2 separate regions of the Mus musculus genome follow, and region 2 is linked to region 1. A link is a contact called in public HiChIP or PLAC-seq data. All regions are on one chromosome and are shown on one strand. Each heading gives the region's core, a stretch centred on a gene start, on an enhancer-like site or on the middle of the called end of the contact. The rest is flanking DNA. Distances are from core to core; before and after follow the strand shown. Region 1 holds the start of Slc25a4 (solute carrier family 25 (mitochondrial carrier, adenine nucleotide translocator), member 4). Region 2 holds the start of Helt (helt bHLH transcription factor).

Region 1 (4,965 bases), core at 1,619-4,118:
CTCCCTCCCTCCCTCCCTCCCTCCCTCCCTCCCTCCCTCTCCCTCCCCTTCTCCCTTTCTCCCTTTCTCCCTGCCTCTCTCCCTGCCCCGCCCCCTCATTTAGATCTTACAGGTCTACAGTGGACAAAAGGCCATCGGAGGGGCCCATTTAACACATCGAAGCAGACCTGGCTGCCAGGTTCTCCCAGGATCCTTCAGTCCTCATCTGTTACAGGTTCCTTCTGGTTGGCATACCCTGGCCTTCTCCAGCCCCAGGGCTGGGGTGCCCTTCCCCCAGCTGCCCTTCCCTATATAATCCAACTACTTTGGTTACCTGTCCCCTTTCCCTTCTACCCTCCTGGCCTCTTGGTTTAGCTCTCCCCTCTCATCTCTCCTCACACCACTAGCTCAGGGTCTATGCTTTCCTTTCATCCACAATAAACCACCATACCTAGGAGCAGTCATGTCTTCCTTTTTTATTTCTTTTCATTGGATTACATCATGGTTTCTGGTTTAGTGTTTTTAATGGGATTCCTATGCATGCTGGCAAGTGTGTGTCTGGTGCTTTTTCTTTGGCTCTTTTTCTTCTGTTTGTTTGTTCTGCCCTATTCCTATTTGTTTGTTTTTTTTCTTATTATTGCATCTTACATTATTCCTTACATGACTGTTTTCTTTTTAAAAAAGATATATTTATTTATTTATTTTATGTATGCGAGTACAGTGTTGCTGTCTTCAGACACACCAGAAGAGGGCATTGGATCCCATTAGAGATGGTTGTGAGCCACCATGTGGTAGCTGGGAATTGAACTCTGGACCACTGGAAGAGCAGTCAGTGCTCTTAACCACTGAGCCATCTTTCCAGCCCCCACATGACTGTTCTGTAATGAGAGTCAGAAAGGCTGTGGATTTGGATGGGAGTGGTAGAGAAACTGGGAAAACCAAGGGGAGGGAAACCCATAATCAGAATATACTATATGAAAAAAACATATTTTCAATAAAAGAAATAAAAGTTGTAATTTTGCTTTAACCCTTAATAAATGAAAAATAAAAATAAAAACAAATAGGTGATTAAGTAAAAACAAATTGGTAATTAAGTAAAGACAAATAGGTAATTAAGTAGGCAACCTCTAACACAGAACTGAAAGGAAATGGCTTCATTTACTTCCCAATATTTATAGAGCCAAATGGAGTAGACACACAATTATAATTATGACTAATATAGAAATTTTATTGTCCATGGAAATTGCTGTGTGAAACTGTGATGGACAACCCTGAACTTAAAGGTCCTTGGAGGTGGCTCAAGGTGCTACTTGCGTTTCCTTTAGAGGCCACACTTCCTGGTACACAGTGATTGCTCAGTTGGTATCTGGTGAAGGAACACAGAGATGCCTTTTATGTTTGTCTATGCGTGTGTCTTCTTTGACCTCCAGCAACATGGTAACGGGTCCCAGCCTTGTTTCTCCCAACTGCAAATAAATACATCACCTATGTGCTCCTGGCATCCCGCCAGTGACCTCTGCTCTAGTAAGTCTTTAGGCTCTGAGCGACACACAGGTGCAGCTCAGTCAGCACCTAACATGAAATATGCATAGATCAGCAAACTTTTAAAAAGATGAACTGCCTTGACCGATGTCCAAACGAAGGTTAGCAAATGTGGGAAAAGAACAGAGTAAGGGGCTTGAAGTTAAACGAAGAAAAGAAAAGAACAACAAAAAAACCCTAATAGCACTCATTCTTGTGGAAGGGGCAGCAGTATGGAAAATATGCACAGTTATATTTGAACTGCCTTAAATGAGGTGAGGGTAACGAAATCTCACATCCATGTATTAAAAACAAAAAACAACAACAACAACAACAAAAAAAAACTGCAATCACTTTCCTGGGATTAGACAGTGCCTCGGCCCCCCTCCCCCAACCTCAAGCTGTCTGTTATAGAGTCAGACACAGCCAAGGAGTCGACCTTCCCAAAAGTCTGAGGACTCTGATCCTTAAGAAGCCGCCAGCCAACTGGAACCATCCTGCACGAAATACGGTTGAGATTCCATTAAGAGCTGAGCACGCATTCAAGCCCTTTAGAGGTCTGTCCACGAGAGAATCCCAAGAGCTGAGAGAGACTAGGAGCTAATAAAGGAGAGTCTTTTCCTTAGGAGTCCTCGGCCTGTGTGTCAGTGTGACAGGCCGAGTTAACAGAAAAGCCACACATCCACATTCACTGCCAAACTGAGAATCCACCTAGCGCCGCTGCATTCTGCTTTTTTTCTTTTTCCCTGATGGCGCAGAGTGCCCGGTGCATACATATTTTCTATTGACTGAATGGTTCAAGGATTGAATGGAGAGAAGTCGGAGACAGGAGCTTGCCCTCTACTATGAGGCAATAATGGCATTAAAAAGATGTTAGTATGTATTTGGGAGGAGTATGATTTATTTGCAGAAACGCAGAGTTCTGCAGAGGCCCGAATCCAGGCAGGGAGCTCTAGTTGGAAACGCCCTGACAACGGGAAGGGGTGGAAGCCTGAAACCTTCTTGGCCAAAAGCACCGTGGTGCAAGATCGAGGTCAAAAAGAGCTTCCCTTGAAGCATCAAGGGGCCCCCTCTCTGTCCCCAGGTCGTCCCCAGGCTAAACCCTCGTGAGCTATAAATACAACGGTCCACATGCAGCAGAGACACGGTGTTCCCTCGGCTCGCTGGGACAGATAGCATGAATTTGCCCTTTAAACGTCCCAAGCTGCAGGCACAGCCCCCAACCCACCCCTAGCTCCCGGAAGCGTCTTCGCCCCCAATGCCCTCTGCAAAGGAGGGGGATGGAGAGGGGCTGTCCAGGGACCAGCCCAGCCAATGCGCGCTGCGCGCTCGCCGGGGTCCCTCCTCCTCTCGCGAGACGCCGAGCCGGGGATATAAGGAGGGCTGCGGTCAGGCGGGCGGTCCCTTCGCGTCGTGCAGGGACGGATTCGGGGTGGCGGTGCCTGGCCGGGCGTAGGCAAGAGCAAACGAGCGGCTCCTTGCAGGCTGTGTGCGCCCGGCTTTCAGCATGGGGGATCAGGCTTTGAGCTTTCTTAAGGACTTCCTGGCAGGTGGCATCGCCGCCGCCGTCTCCAAGACGGCGGTCGCCCCGATCGAGAGGGTCAAACTGCTGCTGCAGGTCAGGACGGCTGGGGGCGCGAGCGGGGCGCGGCAGGGCGCTGGGGGGATGCGGGGCGGGGCGCGCGCGTCAGGGCGCAGGGATGCGGGCGGGGCGCGGGGATGCTGCGGCGCGGGCGCGCGCGACGCTGCGGAAAAATCTGTGCTAGGCCGCAAGCCCGGGGCCTAGGCGAAGGGGAAGGTGCCCTCTACGCAGATACAGGTCCAGCGTCAGTGGCAGATTCCTGGTGTCGGGTGGCGCCCGCGTTGGGGTGTCTATATATGGAAACCCACCCCGAAGCTGGTCTACCTCGAGCCAGATCCTGTGCCCGGTACAGCAAGCGACATTCCATCTAAGGCCTCTTAGGCGGGCCTCACCCTTTGGCCACATCCTCTGCACCTTCTTATCTGCATCCACCCTTGACAATTGAAGCATCAGATTAATCATTGACTGGGGTTCGCTCTATGTCGCGTGCGCTGCGCTATAACTTGACATTGATTTCATTCATCTTTCCTATAACCTCTGCAAGATAGGAATCGTCCTTGGCCCGTATTCACAGATGGAGACACTGAGGCAGAAATCCAGAAGTAATATTCAGGATAAATTCAGACCGCCTTGGCCATCTTGTCCCCATATAATTTTCTCCCCGGTCATTGAAGGGGCCTGCCATCATCATCTGATCCATCTCAAAGGCAAACGCTGTTCAATGGGGAAGAGCCGTTTGGGCATTTAAACATAACACAAAATGCTCCAACAGATTGGCCACGGCAGTAGTAACTCACTAATCACTTGAATTATCTGCTTGAAAATTTTCAGACACCTACTGTTAAGACAACCTTGTCTCGGGGGACATTCGAGTAAAGCAGGGACATTGTCATCTGCTCACCATGTTAAGAGCCCTTGAGGGAGGGATCTTTATTGCCATTCCCCATAAGCCTGCAGGGAATTTCGCTCAAATGTCCTTATAATGTCGAGAAATTGGACTGCTTTTTAGCTTAGTCAAGTAACTAACATTTATTGGTATGTTCTTGGTAACTGATTTCCTGATACATTAAAAAACAATTGGAATTCTCCCTTGTCACTTGAAAGTGAAAGATGGGCGAGGAACCCTGGGCATAGCAGTGCACATTTATAATCCCAGCATTTGGGAGGCAACACAGGATGATTTTTTAGTTCCAGGCTAGCCTGGGCTATATAGGATGACCCTATCCTTTCAAAACAAAAATAAGAAAAACTGAGGAAATACAAATCCTTTTTCCCCCTCTGTCTTCCCTTCTCTCTGCCTGTCCTCTGCCACCCCTTCCTCCCTCCCACCCCAAACTAGGTCCAGCATGCCAGCAAACAGATCAGTGCAGAGAAGCAGTACAAAGGCATCATTGATTGTGTCGTGAGAATCCCCAAGGAGCAGGGCTTTCTCTCTTTCTGGAGGGGTAACCTGGCCAACGTGATCCGGTACTTCCCCACTCAAGCCCTGAACTTCGCCTTCAAAGACAAGTACAAGCAGATCTTCCTGGGAGGCGTGGATCGCCATAAGCAGTTCTGGCGCTACTTTGCTGGTAACCTGGCCTCTGGTGGGGCAGCTGGGGCCACCTCCCTCTGCTTCGTCTACCCGCTGGACTTTGCTAGGACCAGGCTGGCTGCCGACGTGGGCAAGGGATCTTCCCAGCGAGAATTCAATGGGCTGGGCGACTGTCTCACCAAGATCTTCAAGTCGGACGGCCTGAAGGGTCTCTACCAGGGTTTCAGTGTCTCTGTCCAGGGCATCATCATCTACAGAGCTGCCTACTTCGGAGTCTATGACACTGCCAAGGGTGAGAGGGGGGCTTTGGGGTGGAAGGTGTGGGGAGGGGGTTATGGAGAGAGGATTC
Region 2 (4,780 bases), core at 1,280-3,779, 84 kb before region 1:
TTTCACCCCAGTGACAGCCTTGTAGCATATAATGGACACAATGTTATCTCCATTTTACAGAAGAGGAAAACTGAGGCGCACAGTCGAGGATCTTTCCCCTGCTTTGTGTCTGGCTCTCAGGGCAGGAGTGCAGTTGGTGCACAAACCGGCTCTGCATCTTAACCCCTTGGCTCTCAGGTAGAGTGTAAATCACCCGGAGATCCAGGGAGCATTGATCAGCACACTAAAAATAGAGAGTAAAAGCAATATCTAGTAAGGCGTCCATTTCCTTGAGAGTGTGGTTGAGACACGCTGCAAGGAAGAGCAAAACTGGAAGCATCCTTTCCCCAGTCCTAAGAAGAAACCTTGGGCTCTCTCCTTTACTGCTGCATCCTGGAGGGGCTGGGCAAACCTGCTCCCTGTGCTCCCGGTCTGCATCCATCCACTCCGCACCACCCCAAGAAGGAACTTTTAGTTCTGGGCAAACGGTCCCTGGCTCCCATAAACGCAGAAAAATTAAACAGTTTGTGTGAGATGAAATTTGGCTTGAGGAACGTGCCTGCAGCTGCAGTTAACACCAACAGTAAGAGGATCAACTTCAAGTCCGCTGGCAGGGAAGGGGAAAAAAGGGGGCGGGGGGCGAACTCCGGGCTCCCTTTTACTCATTCAAGTTAGCTGATTTGGACGATCAGGCTTCCTGTTTAATCCCCTTGTGTGCGAGTGAATATACCGAGGCCGATGACCCCTAAGAGAGCACGCGGCTGGCAGAGCAACCTGTAAAAAGGTGCGGATCCTGCCCAATCTGGCGTGAAGTATGTCGAAAAAAACAAAACAAACAAACAAACAAAACAAAACAAAAACCAGTAAGCAAGACTGGGGCACCCTAGTGTGCTCGGTGCAAACCGATTCCACACCCTCCAGGCACCGGAAGGTTGGCGGCTGCTTTCCAGAAGTCCTGCATCTCACAGCTAGCTTTGCGCCCCGGAGCTTCCTAGGTGCTGCAGGGACCCACCCTGCCTACCTACCTACCTACCTACCTCTGGCAAGGGACTGGCACTCCCCAAAGGGATAAGCCTTGGGCCTGCTGTTGTCTAGCAGAATAGAGAGAATTTACTCCACGGTGGGGGGCAAAGGGACTAAGGCGACACTTGAAGGGTGGTTTTCCTTGTTCCCAGATGAGAAAGATTGGGAACAGATGAGAACTTGCTGACTCTGGAATAAAGTCATAAAGCAAAGGTCATTTTTATTGTTTTTATATGAAGGAAAGCTCGCCCCCTCCACCACCCCCCACATGCCCAGAGGCAGCAATGAGAGGTTGGTTGGTAGAGGTCTGGGGCTGTACAGCAGGCTCAAGGCAAAGACACAGCGAGCAAAGAGAGAGAGTTCCCAGGAACTGCCACCCCCTCCTTCCCTCTGGGCCTGTCCAGTAAGTTTCCTTCTGAGTTTCTGTCCGTCTCTTCCCTCCCCCCCCCCCATATTTCGCTTTCTAAAACCATAAAAAAGAGATCAAATTCCCTAACTTCACGGGACCCTTTTCAGTGACAAATATTGATGCCCAAAGTGTCTGCGCTCTCCCGCCCCCAAACGTTAAGAAAAGGCGCCCGCGAGAGGGGGACATAAAAAGTTAACAATGCTGTGAAAATATGTTTGCAAAAAATAGACAATCGTTGGATTAAACGTATTCAAGTATGAAATAATGCCTTTTTGTGTCAAAACTTGGGCGATGGGCGGGTACAAAAGTTCCCTGTGGCAGCTACTTGCTCCCTTTGTGAGCTGTGCGCTTTGGCGTCTCCACTTGGGCGCATTACCCAGAGCCCTCTAAGCGCGATTGTTTCTCCCTTTCTAATGACATTTACCGGATCAAAACATGCTGTTAATTCGATCAGAAGGCTTCACCCTCCCTGACAAAGCCACAATAATTTCTCCTGAAGTTTGTTAAATTGACCAAAATTAGGCAAATGAATAGGGGTCTGTAGGCGCCCCCTCATGCAGGTGACGGCGCATAATGCTCGCCTGGGCCAGCTGCATTCTCCCTTTTCTTCTCGGCCCACTCTCCTCTGTGTTGCCCCAATCCTCCCACCCCCCTCACACACACACACACACACACACACACACACACACACACACACACACACACACACCCGCCTGTCTGTCCTCCACCCCACTCTTGGCATTATTAAAATTTAGCCCAATGAAACTATTCATACTTTTCAATGGACATTTTCCTATAGGATAATAGGCTACAAATTGAGCCTCTTCCCCCCGCGAAGAGAGAGCCGGAGGGGGGAGAAAAGAAAGCAGAGGATTTGGTCAGAGACTGGGGCGGGGGGAGGAGAGAGTCGCGTGCCAAAGGCCCGCGGGAGGGGCGAAGCGAGGCGGGAGCCTCGTGTGCCAGCCGCAGCCCCACACCTGCCGGGATGTCCGGACAAATAAAGCGGTGTAAACAAAAAGGGGGGAGACGGACGTGTCACCAAGTCGTGTGAGAAAAGCCTGGGAACAAACGGGGCGCCTCCGTCTCCAGAAGCTCTCCCTTGAACCCGGCGGAACAGCCTATTAAAGGCTTACTTAATTACTTTAATGACTCTGGACAGGCTTTAAAACGCACTCGGCGCTGGGACCGCGGGCTTGCTGGGATTTGTAAACAGGCGATCGTGTGAGACTCAGCGGTGGGACTAAAGGAAGCGACGCTGTTTTGTGAAGGTCCTCGCCCCCCGGTGCCCGCAGCCACTGCGCCCCTGCGCTCTGCGCCGGCTAAGAGTGCAGGCGCTCGCTGGTCCGCCGGCTCCAGTTTCTCGCCCCCTCTTCCTGAGGTGCCTGTTGCCATGCAAATGTTATTCCTGGACGAATCACGTGTCCTTTGAAGAGCCACGTGGATTAACAAAGCTGATCTGCCCCCACCTCGCCCCCCTCGGCTGCTAAAAATTTTTTTGTCAACTTCTTTAAAACTGACCTTGAATGCATACATGCTCCAAACGCAGAACTCCTAATCCTATGGAATAATTCAGCGCGTGAGAATGCACTTGCAGTCCTAGATGGCTGCTTTATAAAGGGAGCCCCCTCGGACCTGGGAGGCTGCAGTCTACCTGGAACACTTGAAGAGGCACACGAGGTGGAACGTGGACGAGTGCCTCGCGCCACCGCCTCTGCCGAGGGCGCGCACGCACACCAGAATGTCTGACAGGCTCAAGGAACGCAAAGTGAGTTCCTTGCGCTCTGGTGGTGGAAGAGTGTGACTCACCAACTAACCTGACATCTGGCTGGATAGATGACTAAGATGTGCCACCCAGAACTTTAAGTGTGGAGAAATCCAGAGTGGTTTGGAAAGGGAACAGAGACTGGAAGGAGAGTCCTTGATTGGAGACAGCTCACTCTGGGAGGCGGGTGGCCACGTCCCAGAGCCTTGGCACTTAGCTTGGCCTTGGCAGGGATGTGTAGGGAAGTTGAACGGCAAGAGAGCCAGCCAGCACGGACACAGAGCTCTGAGTCCGGGGACACAGAGCTCTCTTGGTCTAGTGTGGCGGGGCAGGGGTCTCTTCGGGTTGGCGAATTAGTGACCCTTGTAACACAGAAGCTTTGCCTTGGATGACTCCTTGGGCGAAGCCATCTTAAATGCAAAACTTTCTGTTTACAGAGAACCCCGGTTTCTCATAAAGTGATAGAAAAGAGAAGGAGGGACCGAATTAACCGCTGCTTGAACGAGCTGGGCAAGACAGTCCCTATGGCCCTGGCGAAACAGGTAACGTTTGTGGTGCTGGGTACTCCCCCACTGTCACTCTCTGCAGAGTCCCCAAAGTCTCTACAGACGCTGCTGGCCTAAGAGAACTCGCCCCACTCTGGGCGGCAGTAGCCTCTCTGACGCCAGCATCTTCCTGGCTGCTCCCCTACAGAAGACAGAGAGCATGTGCGTGGGTCTGCTGTGGATGGGCCGCCTCTAAGCTCCTGTGGGGTTTTTGCAGAGTTCCGGGAAACTGGAGAAGGCGGAGATCCTGGAGATGACAGTGCAGTACCTCAGAGCTCTGCATTCCGCGGATTTTCCCCGGGGAAGGGAAAAAGGTGGGCATTGATTCAGGCAAAGGAAACCTGACTGGGGAGAGTATGCCTCGCGGGAACCTAGGGTCTGAGAGTGGAGGACAGTCCGGGAGCAGGAAGCCCCCGAAGCGTCCAGGCGCTTGGTTCCTGAACATGCACCTGCTGGATGCTATGGACCAGCACCTAAAGATGCAGGTCTATTACTCCTCACAGGCGTGGGGTGGCGGGGTCAGGCTCTTGAGACAAGATTACTGCTTTTCCAATGTCTAGACTGCAGAGTAGAGAATGCCAATCTCAAATGAGAATCCAGCCCAAACCCTATTAAGATACCTCGGCACCGTTCTAGGAAGGGGTGTGCCTGTTCTCTTTTGTTTCCTTCTCCCTACCATTTATGTTGTTGTTGTTGTTGTTGTTATTATTATTATTATTATTATTGTTATTATTACTTTGCTACCCCAGCAGAGCTTTTAGCAGAATTTGCCAACTACTTCCACTACGGTTACCACGAGTGCATGAAGAACCTGGTGCACTACCTCACCACCGTGGAGCGGATGGAGACCAAAGACACCAAGTATGCGCGCATCCTCGCCTTCTTGCAATCCAAGGCCCGCCTGGGCGCCGAGCCCACCTTTCCGCCGCTCTCGCTTCCGGAGCCAGATTTCTCCTATCAGCTGCATGCAGCAAGCCCAGAGTTCCCGGGCCACAGCCCAGGTGAAGCCACAATGTTCCCGCAGGGGGCTACCCCAGGGTCATTCCCATGGCCTCCTGGAGC

What was found. HiChIP or PLAC-seq counts read pairs in DNA pulled down with a chosen protein or histone mark.
Region 2: an H3K4me3 HiChIP or PLAC-seq map of embryonic stem cells shows a contact between it and region 1, with 31 read pairs. The contact joins the promoter of Helt here to the promoter of Slc25a4 in region 1. A contact is called at or near these places in 5 of 39 promoter capture datasets (the C10 cell line, cranial neural crest, liver and 1 more), 11 of 484 Hi-C or Micro-C datasets (all in embryonic stem cells), 6 of 115 datasets of contacts at active chromatin or transcription factors (embryonic stem cells, large pre-B cells and microglia) and 4 of 9 other capture datasets (adipose tissue, embryonic stem cells, liver and 1 more).

Annotation. Positions count from the first base shown.
Region 1 is chr8:46,208,965-46,213,929 of GRCm38.p6, reverse strand. Slc25a4 (solute carrier family 25 (mitochondrial carrier, adenine nucleotide translocator), member 4) reads left to right here and starts at 2,868. Exons shown (of 4, transcript NM_007450.5): 1 at 2,868-3,118; 2 at 4,422-4,908. The coding sequence starts at 3,008.
Region 2 is chr8:46,292,420-46,297,199 of GRCm38.p6, reverse strand. It overlaps Helt (helt bHLH transcription factor), which reads left to right and starts at 2,529. Exons shown (of 4, transcript NM_173789.4): 1 at 2,529-3,176; 2 at 3,611-3,715; 3 at 3,936-4,032; 4 at 4,471-4,780. The coding sequence starts at 3,150.